2 separate regions of the Ovis aries genome follow, and region 1 is linked to region 2. Evidence: chromatin contacts called from public Hi-C data. All regions are on one chromosome and are shown on one strand. Each heading gives the region's core, a stretch centred on a gene start, on an enhancer-like site or on the middle of the called end of the contact. The rest is flanking DNA. Distances are from core to core; before and after follow the strand shown.

What was found. Hi-C and Micro-C count contacts between places; a contact is called where the count stands out from the background.
Region 1: a contact with region 2 is called in a Hi-C map of liver, with 1.9 times the contacts expected there. The contact joins the promoter of MED13L here to the enhancer-like site in region 2. A contact is called at or near these places in 2 of 16 Hi-C or Micro-C datasets (liver and muscle).

Annotation. Positions count from the first base shown.
Region 1 is chr17:58,645,868-58,650,540 of ARS-UI_Ramb_v3.0, reverse strand. It overlaps MED13L (mediator complex subunit 13L), which reads right to left and starts at 1,548. Exons shown (of 31, transcript XM_015101660.4): 1 at 1,285-1,548. The coding sequence starts at 1,356.
Region 2 is chr17:58,334,218-58,339,133 of ARS-UI_Ramb_v3.0, reverse strand. All of the region lies in intron 1 of LOC121816951 (a long non-coding RNA gene), which reads right to left. Among named protein-coding and RNA genes, the nearest start is that of SPRING1, 55 kb to the right of the region's middle. Within about 2 kb of position 3,568, at least 29 of the 54 cell types and tissues checked have an H3K27ac peak or open chromatin away from gene starts, as enhancers often do. A contact at or near this core is called in liver, where this site is marked.

The sequences.
Region 1 (4,673 bases), core at 299-2,798, 310 kb before region 2:
ACCACTTAAACAAAGTTGGGTTTTTTTAAAGTCTAAATTAAACAAACCGTTCAGCCAATTTTCCAATTATATTCCACGCTTGAAACATAATTGCCTTACATCTGTTTACAAATCTTTGCTCAATATTTAAACAAATTCGTAGTCTCCCGGGCACATAGCTATACATACAGTTACTCATGCACAAAGCACATATTTAAAGACCACGCACTGCAATTATTAGTCTAAACGCCAGGTTTAACAACGTGAATGTTTTCAGAGCTAGGTAATACGACCCAATAAAAAAAAGCAAAGATGGCATTTACCACCAAATGTCACTGCCACCGCCAGGAAAGAGTTTCTGGAACCCTATACATTTTTAATTTCGATGAATCTAGACGCCGTCGTCGGATGCCAGGCTTCCAGGAGAACAATTGACACCCTAACTGCTTCAAGATTAAGGCAGGCGATTCAAATCCGAAGGAAAAGTTGTCAATTATCAGAGAGAGAGCGCGAGAGAGGCGAAGACAGATAAAAGCGATGTTATCAAACCGCCCAGCTTGTTGCTTTGTGTGTGTGTGTGTGTGTGTGTGTGTGTGTGTGGATTCGTTGTGAGCAGAGAGAAAACAGTTTTTAAAAGACACAGGAGGAGAGAAAGAAAAAAAGCTTTCTCCACCTTCCGTCGGCTCGGTGCAATGGCTTTAAGGCTCTCCAGCGTAGTAAGCCCCGAGAGGCAGGCGGCTGTCGATGTTTACAATCGCCGGAGCTTCGGGTGCAAGAGTCCTTTACTGACACAATCGCATTCAATCAACTGTTTTCGGGCGAAATTGCAGGTGTCATTATGGAATTTTTTAAAAAATTCAAAAGGCGGGCGGGCGGGCGGGCAGCCGATCCGACACAAGGGGGAAAAAAAGCTGCTTATCGCAGGCGCGGGCAACACAAGGCAAAAGCCTTCCACATTTAAGGGGGGAAAAGAGGGGGAAAGGGAGGGGAAGGGGAGTGCGACTGCAACAGAGGGTGGGCGTTCGAAGTGCGACCCAGAATCCGCAGCTTTGAGACTTCCACATGCAAATTCCACGCCGAGCGCCGCGCTCACAAATGATTTTTAAAGAGCCAAATAAACACTGGATGGGATCCAAGGCGAAGGAGAGACGATCCAAAAGGGGGAGAATCGGCAAGAGGCGAACGGCGGGGAGAGGCGAGGGAGGGGCGAAGTCCCGGCGGCGGGAGGAGAAAGTTGGTCGGTGGCGGAGGTCGACCCCCCCCCACCCCACGGCACAGCCCCCTCCCCGCAGCCCGGCTACTCACCAGCGAGAAGAGGTTGGAGTGACAATCCTCCAGGCTCGCCCCGTTCGCCACCCAGTTCGCTGCCGCAGTCATGATCCTCCGCGAGCCCGGCCGCCAGAGCGGGGCATGTCGGAGCGAGGCGTCCGAGGCGAGGCCGGGCCGGGCGGCGGCGCCTCGCCGGGGAGCGTGGGGCGGCCCGGCCGCCGCCGCCGCCGGGGGAGGGCGCGAGGGCCGGCGGGCGGGCGAGAGGCGCCGCGGCGACGCCGCGCCGGGGGCGGCGGGCCCGGGCCGGCGGGGGGGTCCGCGGCGGCCGCGCGGCTCCTTCCTGCTCGGGCGGCGGCGGCGGCTGCTCCCGCGGCGGCGGCTGCTCCCGCGGCGGCGGGGGGCGCTGTCCGCGCGGCCCGGCGCCCTCCCCGCCTCTCAGGGCCGCCGCTGCCTCCCGGGCCGGCGCTGCGGGCCGACCGCCGCCTCCGCCTTCCCTGTTCCTCAGCCGCCGCCGCCGCCGCCTTGTTTATCTCCAGCCACCGACTCCCCCTCAGCCCCCGCCGGCGCGTGAGGGGAGGCGAGCCCTAGAGTCGCCGCCGCCGCTTCGGAGCCGCCGCCGCCGCGGAGCGCGAACTCGCGAAGGGGGGGGTGCGGACGAAGCCAGCGGGCGACCCCGGCAGCCGAGCGACGTCCCCTCCTTCCTCTTCCTCCCCCACCCCCCCCTCCTCCCCAGTCAGCCTCGCTTCTCCTCCCTCCCTGGGCTCGCTCGCTCTGACAGCAATGGCGGCCGCCGACCGCGGCTCGGCCCGCCATTGGCTGGCGCCTTGTCACGTGACGGGCGCCGGCCGCACGGGGGGGGACTGGAGGAGGCGGGGGAGGGGCCGGAGCGGCGGCCGCGACTGTTCGCTGGCGGCGCTGCTGAGCCGAGAGCGGCTGGATTCTCCGGCGGAGAGAGGGAGGGAGACGGAGACAGAGGGAGAGAAAGAAGTGCGGGCGGCGCGGCTCCGAGGCGGGCGGGCGGGCAGTCAGCCGCTGAGCCGGCCGCCCCGCGCCCCGCCCCCTCGGGTGCACGAATCTTTGCTGGGCGCGACCGCGAGCCACGGGAACGCCGGTGGCAGTGGTTGTGGAGGGCTTGGGGCTCCTTGCCTGTGCCCTCGATCGCCCCTGCCGGCTGGGTGGCAGAGGCCCGCCATGGGCCAGACAGCAGATCCAAGTGCTTCGGGGTGTCTCCTCGAGGTCTCACTCCGTGGTCCGCGTTTTGCAGATGAGAAAACTGAAGCACAAAGAGGTTAAGACACTTACCCGAGGTCGCTCACCTAGGAAGAGGAGGGGATGGGATTCGAACCCTTGTATTCAGGCACACAGCGAAGCGGAGCTCTTGCATCAAGATTTTAAAGCCTAGGCCAGGAAGTGCTTACTGTGTACCACGCACTATGCTCTGAATCCAGAAATGCCTTTTTAATCCCTTACTCGTAGGCGCTGTGCGCATGCATGCATGCGTTGCAGAAATGCTTTCTGACCTCTTGCTTTGTGCCAGGATATAAATATATGTATTTTTTAAACTACCAGACACTACTGGGCTGGATTTGGAGCAGACCTTCCCGCCTGGCTCCATTCAGTCAATAACCAACATTTCCCAAGCATAACAGTGTGGGAGTCCAGAGAAATGCCAGTATGAGGAGGCTCTCTGTCAGACCTCAGAGCTCATGCTCCCCTCGAAGGTGGGAAGGAGATAACTTCTTCATTAACAAGCCCGCAAACGTGGAAAAGCCAGGTGGATTGGATTAAAACAGGGACGAATGGAAAACAAGAAAGAAGCAATGTAATAAAAGGAGAACAGTATTAGATATATGAATTGAGCTTTGGAATTACCACAAATTACTGCTAAAGCAAAACTCAGGAGCAGCATGTTATAATATGCATTATGATTGACACTATGTTACAACGAATGTACCCACATTATTTCACATAGTCCTCAGAACAACCGCATTAAGATACTGTTTTTATCCTTAGACTGTAAGTCAAAGCTCAGAAGTGCAGTGACATCTCCAAGCTCTCCAGTTAGTGAACGGCTCAAGCCCAGGTGTATCTGGCTTCAGAGCCCAAGCCTGAGTCCAGAAGGTTCTGTCAACAAGTGCCTATAGATGACTCTGGCACCCATGGTTGTATTACCTTGACCACCATGGTTTAACTCTCTGAGCCTCATTTCCCAGTCTATCAGAAAGAGGTCCCAGTTGCTGACCCACTGACTTCAGACCAATTTCATGCATTTCTATTAAGACGTATTGATGAAAATGTTTGGGGGAAAAAGAGCACTTTATCAACATGCATGATGTTACTTGCGCCTGAGCAATCAGAGTGATGGTCTATCATATCCAGGTGTGTTTCTATCCCAGGAGGCTTTCATCTCACATAACTGGTCAACAAATTCTCATTCTTCGGTTTGTTTTTAAGTCTCTCAAAGCAACCTAATCAAAAAATTATAAAAGGACATGGACAGTTTACAGAGTAGGAAAGACATATTGCTCTTAAATATATAAAAAGATGTTCAGCCTCACTTGTTGCAATGGACAGAATGTTTGTGTTTCCCTAAAATTAATCTGCTGAAATTTTCATTCCAAGTGTGATGGTATGTGGAGATAGAGCTTTTGGCAGGTAATTAGGTCACAAGGGTGTAGCCCTCATGATTGCAGTAGTGCCCTTGTAAGAAGAGACAGGAAAGACTTCCAGCCTCCAAACTCTCTCCCTCCCTCCTTCTTTCTCTTTCTCTCCCTGCCTACTTTGCCCTCCCCCACCTCAACTGGCTCTGCCCTGTGAAGACAAAACCAAGAAAAGCATTCTTACCAGGAACCAAATTGGCTAGCACCTTGATCTTAGACTTACCAACCTCCAGAACTGTAACAAATAAATTTCTCTTGTTTAAGCAAGTCAATCTATGGTAATTTGTTGGAGCGGCCCAACAAGCGGACTGAGACACTCATCATAAGAAAAACAGAAATTAAAGCTATAATAAGTATTGACAATATTTTAAAAGCTTAGGCAACTGTGAAGGGAAGCAGAACTCGTACACGCTGTCAGTGGGAATATAAATTAGCACTGCAGCTTTGGGTGTCAATTTGGAAAAGAGCAAAATTTATAATGCACCTTCCGTTTGACCTAGCAATTCTACACAGATGTGTAAAGACCTATAGAGCAAGGATGTGAACTAAAGCCTCTTTGTAGAAAGCAACTTCCATGTCCATCATTTGGGGAGTAGTGAACAGTATAATTTAATTCCATGCAGCCGTTAAAAATAATGAGTTAGCACTATGTATACTGCTACAGAATAATCTCAAAAAGAGATTATTAATTGAGATATCCCTGGAAGGTTGCATCAGAGACAATGGTAATATCAGTTCTCTCTGGGGATAGAGAGAGTAGGGAGA
Region 2 (4,916 bases), core at 2,319-4,818:
TCTGGCAGTTGCTTAAGAAGCAAATATATACCTACCTCACAACCCAGATACTCTTAGGTATGTGTCCAAGAGAAATGAAAACATATGTCCACACAATCTCATACACAGCTAGTTATAAGAACTTTTATTCATAACATCCAAATCTGGAACCAACCCAAATGCCCATCAACTAGGTGAATCTATAAACAAATTGTGAAATGCTGTTCAACGGTAAAAGGAAATAAACTACTAATACATGTAACAATGTGGCTGAATCTCATAAACCAGTAAAAAGAAGGCAGACACAAGAGTACGCACTGTTTGATTCCATTACCTGGAATCATACAAATTGTAAAAGTGGAGTGACAGAGAGCAGATCAGTGGTTGCCTGAGGGCAGAGGTGAAAGGGGACTGACTTCTTCCAAAAGCTGGAAGGGATTTGGAGGGGTGGAGTGTTGGAAATACTCTATACTTTGATTGAAGTGATGGTTATCCGGTCGCAGACATTTGTCAGAACGTCAGCCCATACACTTGAAATGAGTGCTATTTATTGTGTGAAAATTACACCTCAATAAAGTTGACTAAAAGAATAATAAAGGTAAAGTCAAAGATCACCTTGATACTTTGGGAGCGTAAGGAGACTTGGCTGGGCTGTGGTTTAATCCTGCTTGGTGTTACAGCAGGCGACATCATTGCGGTGTTTTGTTGACACGCAGCTAGAGACCAGGACTCTGAGTTTTTCTCCGCTGACTTATGAGTGTGTCTTTCCAGTGCTCAGTAAATGATGACAGGAAGAGGTTTGAGATCAATTCTCATCTTGTGTGCTCTGCAGCAGGGAACTCTGATTGTGATTCACAACATTCTCTCAGTGTCAGCTTCTCTTTGAAAACACAGAGAGTGAAAAATGTGTCCTTTACTTGAAAGAGGGAGGCCAGTTTGGGTAAGCACCAGCCGGAGTCAAGAGCTGCTGAGCACAGGCTCTGACTGGGAAGAGTTGTGACACTCACTCTTCCTCACCGATCTGCAAACCAGGAGCCCTGGTGGGGCCTGCTGGACTCCGCGTGAGGAACCTGACCTATTGGGAGGTGACAGTCTCATTGACTGATTCTCTCCCACCTCGGCTCATGTCACAGACTCATAGGGCCTGTCAGCGCCAAAAAAATGCCCACAAGTTTCCCCCCATTCTCAGGCCTGATGCTATGTAAGCCTAAACCATCCTGCAGGTGAGAGGATGGCTTGTCCTGCGTCTTGGGTAACCAGCTGCTGTGTTGACAGCAAACAACTGCGTGAGCTGTTGAAAGAGTGAGGGACGACCGGAGGCCCAGATGCGGCCAATCCAGGAGCCAGTATCCGTCCACCGGTCCTCCTGGGGCCCAAGCGGCCACCACATGAGGGCCCCGATGGCCAGGGAGAATCCAGCAGGTGCCACAGGACCAGTCAATAAGGTCAGGATTCAGTCCAGCTGGTGCTGCTAGCGGGGAAGCAAAGGACGAGGAGGCAATGTGGACTTCTGCCTCAGCCACCCAGGGATTCAGTCCTCCCCCCACATCCCACTCCACTCAATACCTCCCATGTGTATTTTTTGACTTAGATAATTCTCATTGCCTCAAAAGCCTGCAAAGTGCTATTTTCAACACTGCTTCAGGACGAGTTATCAATGTGCGTCTCTGAGGTAGAATATTCTGGAGCCACCAGTGTTCTTTTCTTTTTCACGTTGTTCTTATGGCCTGTGTTTCTCTACCTAGAAACTCAGTCTCTGCCCTCATTCCACCCTGTCCCGTTCTTTGAGTTCAATGTCTATCTCCCTATAAGATGGAAAGCCCTCTGAGGACAAGTGCTTTATCTCTCTTCTTCCTTGTTAGACAACAGGGCTGAGCTCACTGACTGGTATATAATCAATATTCAGTAGCCTAACTGCCCCCCTCCTCAACCATATTCCCTGCTGGGGGGCAGTGGGAAGCCTTCCCTGTGTTATTTGGGGAAGCAAGACCCACAGGTTCCAGCAGCAGAGAGGATCTCAGTCCTTAATACCAATGAACACTTGCAAATAGTCCCAGGACTCTTCCTGACCTTTTAAACCCTCTGCCAGATGCCACAGCTCAGTTCGGACTCAGGAACCACCTGCGACAGTGGGACCTTGGGCTCCCCTTGTTCACCCCATTCCCCAGAGGCAGCGATGACACAACTTTAGAGTCCCAAGATTTTCACCAGACTCACCCCACCTCCGACCCCTGGGAGACCAGATTTAACTCACTTGAAATCAAAGTTTCTTTATATGTCTTTTGGCAGGGGATGGGGGCGAGTGGGTGTGGGAACCCTAAAGGAGATGTTCTAATGAACTTATTTTCCTTCATTTAAGGGTAGGGAGATTTTAGGTCATTTTAAATATTCCTTCTCCGTTTTACTAAAGCTTTGTTTGTTTTCCCAGCAGATCTACTATGATAATTAACTAAGCTCCCTAGACTCCTCTCCCCAGGTGCCACTAGTCATAAAGAACCTGCTTCTCAAGGCAGGAGACATAAGACGCGGGTTCGATCCCTGAGTTGGGAAGATGCCCTGGAGAAGGGAATGGCAACCCACTCCAGTATTCTTGACTGGAAAATCCCAAGAACAGAGGAGCCTGGCTGGCTACAGTCCAGTCACAAAGAGTCGGACAAGATTGAAGCGACTTAGCACACACAGACTTCTCGTGAGAGGGACGTGGTTTTACTAGGCCGTGAACCCCTTGTGGATATTCATGGCTTTTGATCCTTTTTTAAAAGATTGAAAATCGTTGGTATAGAAGCAGCAGCAGAATCTCCGTAAGCAAAAGGCTTGTGTTCAAATCCCAGCTCCACACCTTCAAAATGAAGTAACTCTGGGCAGGCTATTTATGTCATGTTGGAAGATCTGTAGAGGGCTGTTGAAGGGTGTTTCTACATGGAAGCCCTCCTGGGCTACCAGGTCAGAGGGCACTCATGTTCTTCGGAAACTCCAGCCCAATGCCCTTAGGCAGTGGCATCTGCTCTCTTCACCCACAAGTGCAGGTGAGTCTGTCCTACAGACGAGGAAACAGGCCAAGGGAGGTTACCGAACATCCCTGATAATGATAGAGAGGGGCTGAATCTTGCAAGCAGAAGGGAAGAGGAAAAGAAAAAAAAAAATCCAAACCCCAAATCATGCTTCTTTGTTCGCCTTCTGGAACTCAGACTCCCGACTTGCCAGAGCGAGCATTGCGTTGAGTCCTGGAATGTTTTTCGAGACGAAGATAGCTTCCCCATCCTGTCGTGTTTTTCACTCTCCCCTGACTCCCACCTGCTTGTTGCTGTCTGCTGGTGTCACACCTTCTGCACACTCGGAGCTCAGAGCTGAGCCGGGCTGGGTGAAACCGGGGCTCCATCTGCCCGCGTGCTTGCTGGGGGGTGTCTGAAGGTAACTTTGTGCCGGCACCCTTTGCCAGGAGGCTGAGAAGCCTTCTGCAGTGCCACCCGGCTCCCATCCACTCTCGGCAGAAGAAGTCGGTACCAAATCCAGCCCCTGGTGCCACTCAGCCAGATGGCAGGGGAAGCAAAACAAAAGTGACCTTGTTAGCAGACTGTGTCTTCCCCGGGAGAAGCTATTTTTGTTGTGGTTGTGAACTGAAGTTGTCTCGGCTGAGTTCTCCTTCCCTGCAAGGCTGTGGAATGTTAATTTGTTCCAAAGTTCAGTATTTTGATTAGAACCAGGAGTGCCAGATTTTGTCAGAAATATTTTGGAATGGGGTAGGCTCATGCGCGCTCACTCTTGCCGGCTCGCTCTCTCCCTCTCCCTCTCTCTCTTGGCCGCTGTACAAAGTAAATGTTGCTGCAGCAGCTGCTCTGGGGCAACAGCCCAGCACAAATCGGAGCTGAGGGGTGAACCCGCTCCTCCCTGCATGCGGCCATGACCTCATCGCCACAGAGGCACCAGGACTGGGGACAGACGTGAGACCATACTATCAGGACACACCCTCGGTTCGTGTGGAAATTGCCGAGAGCCCGACCCAGAGCCTGAAACACAGTAAAGAAATGTGTGCTGGAGGAAAACATGAGCTCCTCCAAGGCTCAAGGCCGGCAGAATTTCTGTAGCCAAGAGGTCACATTCAATGTTTGAATTCACATCAAAGGTTTTGGACTCCCAAAACCCTCCAGGTCTTTATCTTTGGTTCTTTTCCCCGACCATCTTCACTTCTCTCTCTCTTATGAGTTATGAACCCAAGTCCTGTACAAGTATATTCTGTATTGCAGAATAAACACAGATAAGATGAAAGTGCCCACCAACCTCCAGCCCCAGTCTTAGCCTGTAGGCCTTTTTGGGACGTAATGAGGTGCAGGCCCTTCGCCACTGCCTCATGGTGATTTGATTGTATCAAACCTATTACTTGTCGTCAGTCTGGTGGATGAAAATCGGCTTTTGATTTTGGATTTGATTTTTTTGTTTGTTTGTTTTATAGCATAAGAGTAGTTAAAAGCATGGACTTTGAACCCAGCTTCCCTGTGATCTGATCCTAGCCTAGTAGTAGAAGTAGCAGCAACAGCAGCTGTGTGGACAGGTTACTCAACCTGGCTGAGAGTCCATTTCCTCGTGTGTGGGATAGGAAGGTTTCAGTGTTTAGTTCCAGGGGGTTTGGGGGTGTTGAATGGACTTACACAAGCAGAGTATTCAGATCGGGCTGGCCCGTGCAGCACCCTGGGTTGGGGGGTGGGGGCGGTTATCATCAGCACCATGATCTCCCTGGTCACACATACCCCCGGCCCCACACCATCCCTTTCAATTTTGGGCTCAACGATTTCCTAGGTCTCCCAGGTTCCGCACCACACAGAACTTTGGAGCAGGGATTTCTGGGCTTTTGTTCCAGCCTCCATGCGAAGAGAGAACAAATACTTGGGGAGGAGCAACTTTCCTGCTTCTTCCAGCTGGGACAACGAAAGTCTCACGGA